Regions from separate parts of the Zea mays genome. Here region 2 is linked to region 1. The links are chromatin contacts, called in public Hi-C maps. All regions are on one chromosome and are shown on one strand. Each heading gives the region's core, a stretch centred on a gene start, on an enhancer-like site or on the middle of the called end of the contact. The rest is flanking DNA. Distances are from core to core; before and after follow the strand shown.

The links. A called contact is a pair of places that touch in the nucleus more often than the background predicts.
Region 2: a Hi-C map of ear shows a contact between it and region 1, with 2.6 times the contacts expected there. The contact joins the promoter of LOC100282115 here to the promoter of LOC100285043 in region 1. A contact is called at or near these places in 4 of 25 Hi-C or Micro-C datasets (ear, endosperm, leaf mesophyll and 1 more).

Annotation. Positions count from the first base shown.
Region 1 is chr4:184,765,126-184,769,993 of Zm-B73-REFERENCE-NAM-5.0, forward strand. LOC100285043 (LMBR1-like conserved region family protein) reads right to left here and starts at 1,720. Exons shown (of 13, transcript NM_001318030.1): 1 at 1,360-1,720; 2 at 302-378. The coding sequence starts at 1,527. It overlaps LOC542602 (low molecular weight heat shock protein precursor), which reads right to left and starts at 4,159. Exons shown (of 2, transcript NM_001112137.1): 1 at 3,832-4,159; 2 at 2,998-3,697. The coding sequence starts at 4,081. The coding sequence ends at 3,291.
Region 2 is chr4:185,136,802-185,141,329 of Zm-B73-REFERENCE-NAM-5.0, forward strand. LOC100282115 (polyadenylate-binding protein 2) reads left to right here and starts at 1,698. Exons shown (of 6, transcript NM_001155028.1): 1 at 1,698-1,860; 2 at 1,946-2,045; 3 at 3,597-3,667. The coding sequence starts at 1,756.

The sequences.
Region 1 (4,868 bases), core at 470-2,969:
GGAAGATAAAATTTCCAGGATTTTTTTTCTTTCTACAGGCCATATAATGCATAGCCAGTGTTTTCCCAAGTACCGACCTAGTTTGGATAAAACCAAAAGAGTTGCATTGATGCCCAAATGATGGAGCAGCATAGAATGAAGAGATTGCACATTTTGAGAAATAGTACTAAAATCGTGGTTATAACTGGAAATGGATGTATCAAGTCATCAAATATATGTTTTTTCTTTGTTTTTTATGACACTAAGAACAGGGAAATTCAACCATCGGGCGGAACTTATGCAATACATGTTCATAGCATACCATGTTAGGATAAATGTGCTCCAATAGGACCAGCTCCAAAAGAATCCAATGCCCCCCTTCGCACTGGCAGTTAATGTCTGCGATAGAATGATAGAAGGGTTTGAACCAAAGGAGTACAAAAAGAGAATTTTCAAGCCCGGTAGATAAATTTGTCATTTCATTACAACTAATAAATTTATCAATATTATTTAATGGATATACGTATATTTTTGTAAAGGGAAGGGGGTGGCTTTGAAAGATTAAAAAGAACATAAAAATTTGATCTATGCTCAAATCTGTACTACTAAATACAGAAACATTAAGGTAGGCCAAGTTAGCTGCTAGGGTTTTTCATTAGCCAAAGATTATACTGCACCTGGTTTCTGTGGCTAATGTAACTACTCAAGAGTGTGAAACCTAAAAATGATGAAATCCCATTCATGAATTTGACAGAATACTGAATTAACTCCATAACTATAAAAGAGAAATGAAGATTCGAAGGTGGCATCAGGACTATAGAGGGTTGAACCAAAATCAGTTACTCAGTTATTGAGGCTCAAATAGTGTAGAAACAGAGTTGTCTAAAAGTAAATTGCAGTCATGCACATTATGAGCCTGTTTGGTAGGCTGCCTCGGGCGCCACACCGCGCCACACTCCGGCCGCCGCGGGTGTGGCGCCCAAATCGGCCGCCGCACCTTAGGCGTGCTGCGGCGCCGTAGGAGCCTATCCAAACAGGCCCTATATGCACTACTCCTAATCCCAGGGTAACATACTAACAGTAACAATCAATTTGCCTCGTCCCTCGTACAAGGCTTCCACTGCATTTGTCAGCAGCTTCGCATACCTCATCCGTAGCAAGACGCGTCAATTCATAAGCGTGCTCCAGCAGTAACACGAAGTTTGTGATTCAATTCCTACATACACCCCAAGATTGCAACGCAACTAGAACACGACACGAGCCACACCCGGTGGATCTAACAACACCGACAGCCAAGCCGGCGGAGCCTGGGGCCGACGATGGCCGGAACAGGGGACGGTGGATGAAAAGGTGGGAGAGGGACGCGGCAAGGGATCTGACCTGCCAGATGTCGGCGGGGACGAGGATGATGATGGAGAGGGAGCAGAACCATGCGTATCCTACGGTGGCGACAACGTAGCGCGGCACGGCAGGGCCGGCGAAGTAGCGGAGCGTGACGACGACCATGCCCAGCGTCAGAGGCAGCGATATCAGGTAGAACACCCACATGTCGCCGCCCCGACGCTCTCCGCTAATCCGCTTGGACGCCTCGCCGGCTGGAGGGAAAGGAAGAGTCGGAGTAGCCTGGCCGGCTGGGAACCGGCAGCTTCTCCGTTTCAGAGGCACGCGGGCGGGGAGGTGGGGCCGGGTCCCGCCGGGAGATCGCGGGGTGCTCCTTTGTCTCCAGGGCAGTGGAGAAGCGCGCACGGCTGGCGAAGAACCGAAGAAGGAAGAGGAAGGTGACGATGGACCAAACAGGATCGTTCGGTGGAGTTCGGAAAGCGTACTGGCACGCACGCCAAGGTTGCATCTCCGCCGTCCACCACGAAGCGCACCAAGAAGCGGTTTACGACGACCCTCAAACACAAGGTCGGATATCTCAAAAAAAACTTCTAACTTATTTAGTTTTAAAAACTTTATAAATATATTTCAATCCAAACTTTATAAATATATTTCATTCATTGCATTAATTCCTAAGGTGAATAACCCGGTTAAGGTTTCTGACTTCAGGTCAATTTCTCATCTTAGCATAGCTATCAAGTTAATCACAGAACTCATAGCTGACAGTTCATAAAAAACAGTATGGTTTCATTAAAAATCGTACTATCCAAGATTGTCTTGCTTGGGCTATGAATACTTGCATCAGTGTAAACATTCCAAGAGGGAGTGATGAGTCTTAAGCTAGATTTTTGAAGATAAAAAAAGATTTTGACACAGTTGAACACAGTGATATATTGTTAATGCTCACCAAGCTTGGGTTCTAAAAAATAGGTTCAGTTGGTTCACTCAGTTCTTTGCCACTCACCTCTAAATTGTGGCAAATAGTTAATTTTTCCCAGCGATCGATTTAGGATCAAGGTCACATGAAGAGGGCGATTAACGCATCTCTGTTGTCTGGATAATACGTCATGGATCTTTTGCAGAGGAAGTCGAATAATGGGAACATCCGAACGTGTCCGACGGCTGCGCCTTCCTCAGTTTTGCATAGGGCGTGTTTGGTTTAGGGTAGATTTTGAGGAGCTGATTTTAATAGCAACTCTAAAAGTAGGTTAAAAATTTTACCAAAAAATATTATTAAGAGTAGGTTAAAAGGTTTTAAGAATGAATTATGTACTCAACGGTTTCTCTAAAACCAATACGTGAAGGAATGGATTGGGAAAGATGCAAGAGGCAAAATTTTGGGAAGAACGAATGGATTGAGAAAGATGCCAGACGCAAATTTTTGGGAAGAACGGGAAAGTAAAAAAACCACTATTCGTTACTAAATATGTGTTTTGGGATGTATTCGTTATTAATATGTTTAACCACTATTCGTTACTAATATGTGTTTTGGGATGTATTCGTTATTAATATATGTTTTAGGGTTAGTTTACACGTCCTTTTTGAGTCCCTAAATATATTATGGATCGGATCCAAAGTGAGTTTATTCTATGCCTTGGAGCGCTAGCAGAAACAAAATCTGAAGAATAAGTGAGAGTTGGGTTTGAACATGCATATTTTAAAAATCTGCGGAAACCAAACACGGCATAGAGAACGTGTGTCCAGGTAGGAAATACAAAGAAAATAAAATAAACATAGGCGACTCCACCGGCCTTGACACGAAAACTGAAGCGACGTTGCTTATTTCATACTGATAGAAGATAGACGAGAAAAATGAAAGAAGAGAAATCTGATTCCAGAATCCAGATCAGATTGAGAGAGAGGAATCCTAGTTTGGCAGTGCCCCTCCAATCCTCCATCCCGTACCGGCACTTGCTTCTATTTGGAAACATCTACTCGACGTTGACTTGGAACACGTCCTTGCGCTGCTGCTCCTTCACCTTCGGCACGACCACCTTGAGCACGCCGTTCTTCATCTCCGCCTTGATCTTGTCCATCCTGTAAACCTCTGGCGCGAGCTCGATGCGACCGCTGTATCTCGGAGGCGGGGCGGCCTCGTCCTCGCTATCCTCCTTCTCGCCCTCGCCCTTGATCACCAGGCTGTTCTGCTCCGCCCACACCTTGACGTGCTCCTTCCCCAGGCCTGGCATGTCCACCCTCAGGTGCAGCGCCTCCTCGTCCTCCTTCGCGTTCCAGCCACGGCGCACCGCACGACCTGGCGCCGCCACCGCCAAGTCGTCCACAAGGTTCAGCAGGCGGCCAATGCTGTGCGGCGCACTAAGCGGATCACGGAAAATATCTGGACAGGGACCAACAAGACGAAGTCAGCACTCAGCACAGCCATTTCGAAGCGATGTAGTCTCACCACCATCTCATTTGAGAGTTGAGAGAGCAAAGCAAATGGGTCTGGCATGAAGCGAAGATGACGACTACCTGAGAACAGGCTGGGCACAGCGTAGTCCCGGCCGCCGTGCCGCCCATCGTACTCGCGGACGCTATCGTCTTCCGACTCGGCCCCCTCGTAGCGTCGGAGCGGAGCGCCGGTGTTGTAGCCGCGGAGGCCGCCGGCGACTGCCACCGGCCTGAGGGCGGAGCCAGTCCCGGGAGCGGAGGACGCTGCGATGAGCTTCTCCAGAGCGCGAACTAGAGGAACGGCCCTCCTGGAAGCGACAATGGAAGCCATGACGACACTCTCCCCTCCCTTTTGGCCTCTTTCTCCCTGGGTGGCTAGGTTGGTCTGCTTTCTCCTTCGCTGTTGTGGTGGATCCTTGCGGTGAGAATACCGTAGGAAGTGGCCCGAGCTTTATACAGCGGCGCGGCGGGGCACGGCTTGGGGAAGAATTCAGAAGGTTCACGAAGATCCTGCGGCAGCCGAACACTCCAGAAGCCACCCGAGTGGCCGAGTCCAGTCTGTCGAATGTCGATGCTGTCGCTCTCGTTTTACAGTGGGTCCAACTTAATAATATATATTAATATATAGCCGAGTTCATTTGCTCTAGTCTCTTGGACTCTACCCGTAACAAACTTATAAATCATACATAACTTTCTTTATTTTTAAACTCATACCTAAAAGACTTTTTCATTTGTTCTTCTTATTTAACTTAATCAAAACTGTAAATTAATGTAAAAAAACTAATTTAATAAATTCTAATTATCTAATCTATATCCTGAATATATGATATAATTTAGTGTAAACCTAAATAATAACTCAATCATGTATAATTCCCTGACCAGTTGAAGCGGTGCTAGCCATTCCAGCCTTCCCTCCGGATGGCATGCAAATGGAGGGAAATCAAGATCAGGAGGATGTAAACATGTAAATCAAAGAGAATATCAATGTGGGCCTTATGCAACACCTGGAACACTCCAACCCTGACCCAGCATATGAGAACTTCCTGGCTAGAAAGCGTTTCAACTCCTGGGCTGGTACTCTCCCAGGCAACTCAGACCTAGTCACTGTTCCAAAAGTG
Region 2 (4,528 bases), core at 448-2,947, 370 kb after region 1:
ACAATGAGTTGCATATGGTCGATCACTGCATCGTCAGCTGAATCTTTGCCATCGTCTACAAGTCAGTGTTCAACAATATCCACAAATCCAAGTGCTCTGCATTCTCGCTATGGAGCAATGTCGAGAGCCTCTTCCGCGACAATAATCTTCATGGGTACGCGCGCCGTCTACCTCGAGGCGGAGTTTCGTGGGTACGCTTGCAGCCTTAGGTGTGGCTATAATGACACCCACGCCCTCGAGTCTAGTGTAGTTAGTAGTCGTTGTATCTACACACTACATATTACTCGCATTACTCGCAGGGATGCATGCAACCTCCTGAACATCTATAGTGACATATTTTGACCACAACTTCATCATTGATAATAAATATAAAGGACGAGAGCTTTATCTCAACTTCAAGGCTGCATGATTGGTTTGATAAGAGGCACATGTGGTTCTAGCCTTTTATGCCGCCTGCAGCAGTCTACGCATAGTTTACCAAAAACATTGTTTTGCACTGTTCTGCACTGTTCGTAGAGTGAAGTTTGAATATGAATATAAGGATGAGTAAACTGCTGGAGATAGTCTTATAGTCGTGGTGTCTAAAGATGTCTTAGGGAGAACCATGGCCTATATGACCTTGTCCTGGCCAACGCAAAACTTAACCTATAGGGCATATGACCTCAAGGATGCCACGGTGGCCACTAAGAAATTGTAGATCTTATTTACCGATGAAGTACCAAAGAGTGATCTACTAGTAGCATTAAAAACCACTACTTGTAGCGTCTTCTACAAGTAGGGGTGACAATGAGCTCTAAATTTTACACTATAAGATTTGAAGGATCAGATCAGTTTAGGACCGGGTCCTATTTCTATTCATTTCTGAACTACAAATTATTTAGGACCCTACCATTTTGTGAAGAAATATTTAGACCACGATCCATTACCACCCTATCTACAAGAGATAGACGACGACAAGATAAATGAACTTTTATCTAATCTAAGATGGTATATATGAAGATCGAAATCATATAAGGCCCACCAAATTACTGGCCATTGAAGACACACGACTTCTCTCCATTAGACAAGAGCATGTCCAAGAGAGTATTTATCTTTGGTTCTTTATTTGACTCTCTATTTACATTTTTATAAATATTACACTCTATGTAGCATATCATTCTAACAGACTATCTATCTAAGAGCATCTCCAAGAGACTAGCTAAATAGCTTGTCAAGCTAAATTTTAGCTAATTAATAGCAAAATAGCTCTCCAACAGGCTAGCCATTTAAGTTGACAAGCTATCCGATTCTTTAGATTGACTCCCTCACTAGCCAAATTTGGCTAGCAAATCTCGCTAGCCAAGCTAACTTGCATGTTGGAGAGTCTGTTGGAATAAGATGTTATATTTAGAGTTTAATCTTTATAGAGTGACAAATAAAGAGTCAAATAGAGAGTCAAAAATAAAGAGTCTTTTGGAGATGCTCTAATTTTGCTAGTAAAATGGTTAGTCAAATTTGGCTAGTGAGAAAGTCAATATAGAGAGTCAAATAGCTTGATGAGTCATATAACTAATTATTAAAGAGTTATTTTGCTGTTAAATAGCTAAAATTTAGCTTGACGAATCATTTAACTAGTATTTTGAAGATGCCAGGCCCATTGTAGGCCCACGACTTCTTTCCGTCCGACCCCTAGGCGGGCCGCGGCGGACCCTTTCCTCACCAAACCCACACCTGCCTCAACTAATCGGGTCAGATCAGGTCATCGGGAAGGCCGCCATGGACGACGAGGAGCACGAGGTTTACGGCCAGGAGATCCCTGAGGACGGCGATATGGACGGCGCTGACGTTGATATGGCCGCCGCCGGGGACGACGCGGCGAAGGTACCACCTCTGTATTCGTGTGTTTCACGCTATACCCTAGCAATGGGTCCTTGCGGATTGTTGACCCCCCTCGGGGTGCGTACAGCTTCAGGAGCTTGACGAGATGAAGCGCAAGCTGAAGGAGATGGAGGAGGAGGCCGCCGCCCTCCGCGATATGCAGGCCAAGGTCGCCAAGGAGATGCAAGGTTGTCTTCCTACGTACTCGCCCACCTTGCCTTTTCGATGCTTGGTGTTTTCTTGCAGTGTGTTGAGGTTTCACTAGAGCGGTTCGATATGCTATAAGCCTTTGATGATCTTTGCATACAAGAATCTTTAAGACCGTTCGAGCGAGTTAAGATCAGTGTCTGTAACTATGGCCGAATTTGTTATTTGGTTGGCTTGGTAAAATTGTGAGATTGTGACAAATCCTACTTCTGTTCACTTCCTTTTTTAACCTGTTCAGTGTGTGTGTACTTGTAGTAGGAGTGTATGATCATGCCATACATATTTTTTGTACACACCTTGAATTATAGATTTAATTTAGTTACATGCTCTACATGTATCTTAGATTTTTGATATCTGATCACAGAGCAGTTCAAATTGAATTTTGACATGTACTTCAGATGTCCTTACATATTCTGTCACTGAGGCTATTTCCTTATGCACAAGACCAGGAACACGCTAAGAATCTTTCATGATAAAATTGATATCTACCAGACTTCCACATATGCCAACCCGTTGTTGTTGTTGTTGTCATACTCGTCTCTTGCCCTCCTATATTTTCTATCTTATTTTTGGTGTTTCTGTCTATTGGAAATCCCTTGCCCTTGTCATTGTATCATTCGTATCTTATTGACTGATCCCCAGTATGGCAAGTCGACAATCCCTCTGCTTTTGCTTTACTGCATGATCCAGACAAATACACTAACCATGGGTTCATATACATGCAATGGAAATAATTCTTTTACCAAAAATGCTAATATCTTCTGAGTAGTTGCATACTTTGTCCGGTGGGTTAATTTTATTATGCCCTGAGTACTGTTTGGTACTTTTCAAATTAAAAGTTCTTCTGTGAAGTGTAAGCGCATGGAGCATCTTGCGTATGTTGGGATTTCGTTCTGGTGATCTATATTTATGTTCATCGAAATTGGCACTTGCTACTATAAAAAATACGTGTCATTTTTTGGACATGACATAGTCTCCAATGTGTACCTTTGACCATTAGTTTATGCCTTATATAAGACTAGTAAAGGGCCTTTCCAGCAATTGGCTGCAGTTTCAGCTGCAGCTGTACAGCCATCCAACAGTGTAGCATATGCAGCATCCAATCAGCAGCTGACACCTCAGCAAACAGCCAGCAGCAGCAGCAGCCTGAAAAGCAGCTTAAACGCACAACAAACATGCCAAAAGTTTCTAAGACTAACCCACATTTATAATATTCATGCTTTTGGACTAAATTTTATAAATAATAATGGTCAAAGTTTCAAAAGTTCGGCCAATTATTTGTGACCAGAGGTACTAGTACCTCTTCTGTGTGCATGTAGATCCACACTCCATGTTTCAACATAGTGTTTATCCAAAGGTAGAATTCAAATACGATGAGCAAGATTTTGTTTATGCCTTACTGCATTTGTGTCTTCTGGTGGATATGCTGGTCTAACATTACTTGGTTTGGTTAAGGGTTTACATTAATTTTATCTTGCTTGTTTAGTTCAAGATGCAAGGTTTCCTGACAGAATTGCTCTTCTGTTTTGCAGGAGGTGACCCTAGTATATCTACAGCTGAGGCGAAGGAGCAGGTGGATGCCCGGTCTGTGTATGTTGGAAATGTAAGAATTTATAATCTCTCTTTATTGTGAGTTTATTATGTTGCTTTTCAACTTCTATATAATATATTACTTGTCATTCTACGTTTCTGAAGCACGAAGTATGAAATGTGGATATATATATTATGTGATAGGCACATACATATTGCCTAGTAGCTAATAGATATTTCATTGGCACTCGTTTAGTTATGAATGGTTTCTCTCAAAAAATGCCAAGTACCCAACTGCCCTGCCGACTTCTATGGTTGGTGCTTACTGAAGAATGTTGTAGTGCTGGATATCTGTATTGGAAGACTTATCAAAACCTCTTCCTACTTTTGATGTTGCCTCCTTACCCAAATTCTTGACGCTTTCCTCGGAACACATCATATTGCTATTATGAAATGCTTTATGTGTGCTTATCATAATCCTTTGCTATCAGTACACCTTTGATATGTCTTTATGGCGTTCTATTCTATTTTATTTTATTGATTTCGTGCATTAATTAAGTAATGGTGATGGTCACAGGGCTACTGTGCTTGAGCAAGCCTTTCAAATTGACTAATGGGCACTGGGTCATGTTTTAGAGTTAATGTAGAGTGAAAAGAAAGAAGAAAAGATAGAAAAATATCTGAAAAAGTATAAAAAAGTGCATGGAAGAAACAGAGAGAAAAACAGAAAGAGTAAAAAGGTATAATATAGATATCATAGGTTAGATGACCTCCCTGGCGAAGCAAAAGAAGTCAACACAGAGCTGCTGTGTACATTCCGGATGGCACTTTTTGACAGGAACTGGCATGGAGACATCTGATGTGGTTGGTAGCTGCTGGTCCACTGATATCACCTGAGTGGTGCATAAGTATGACATGTAAGTGTAACAGTAGG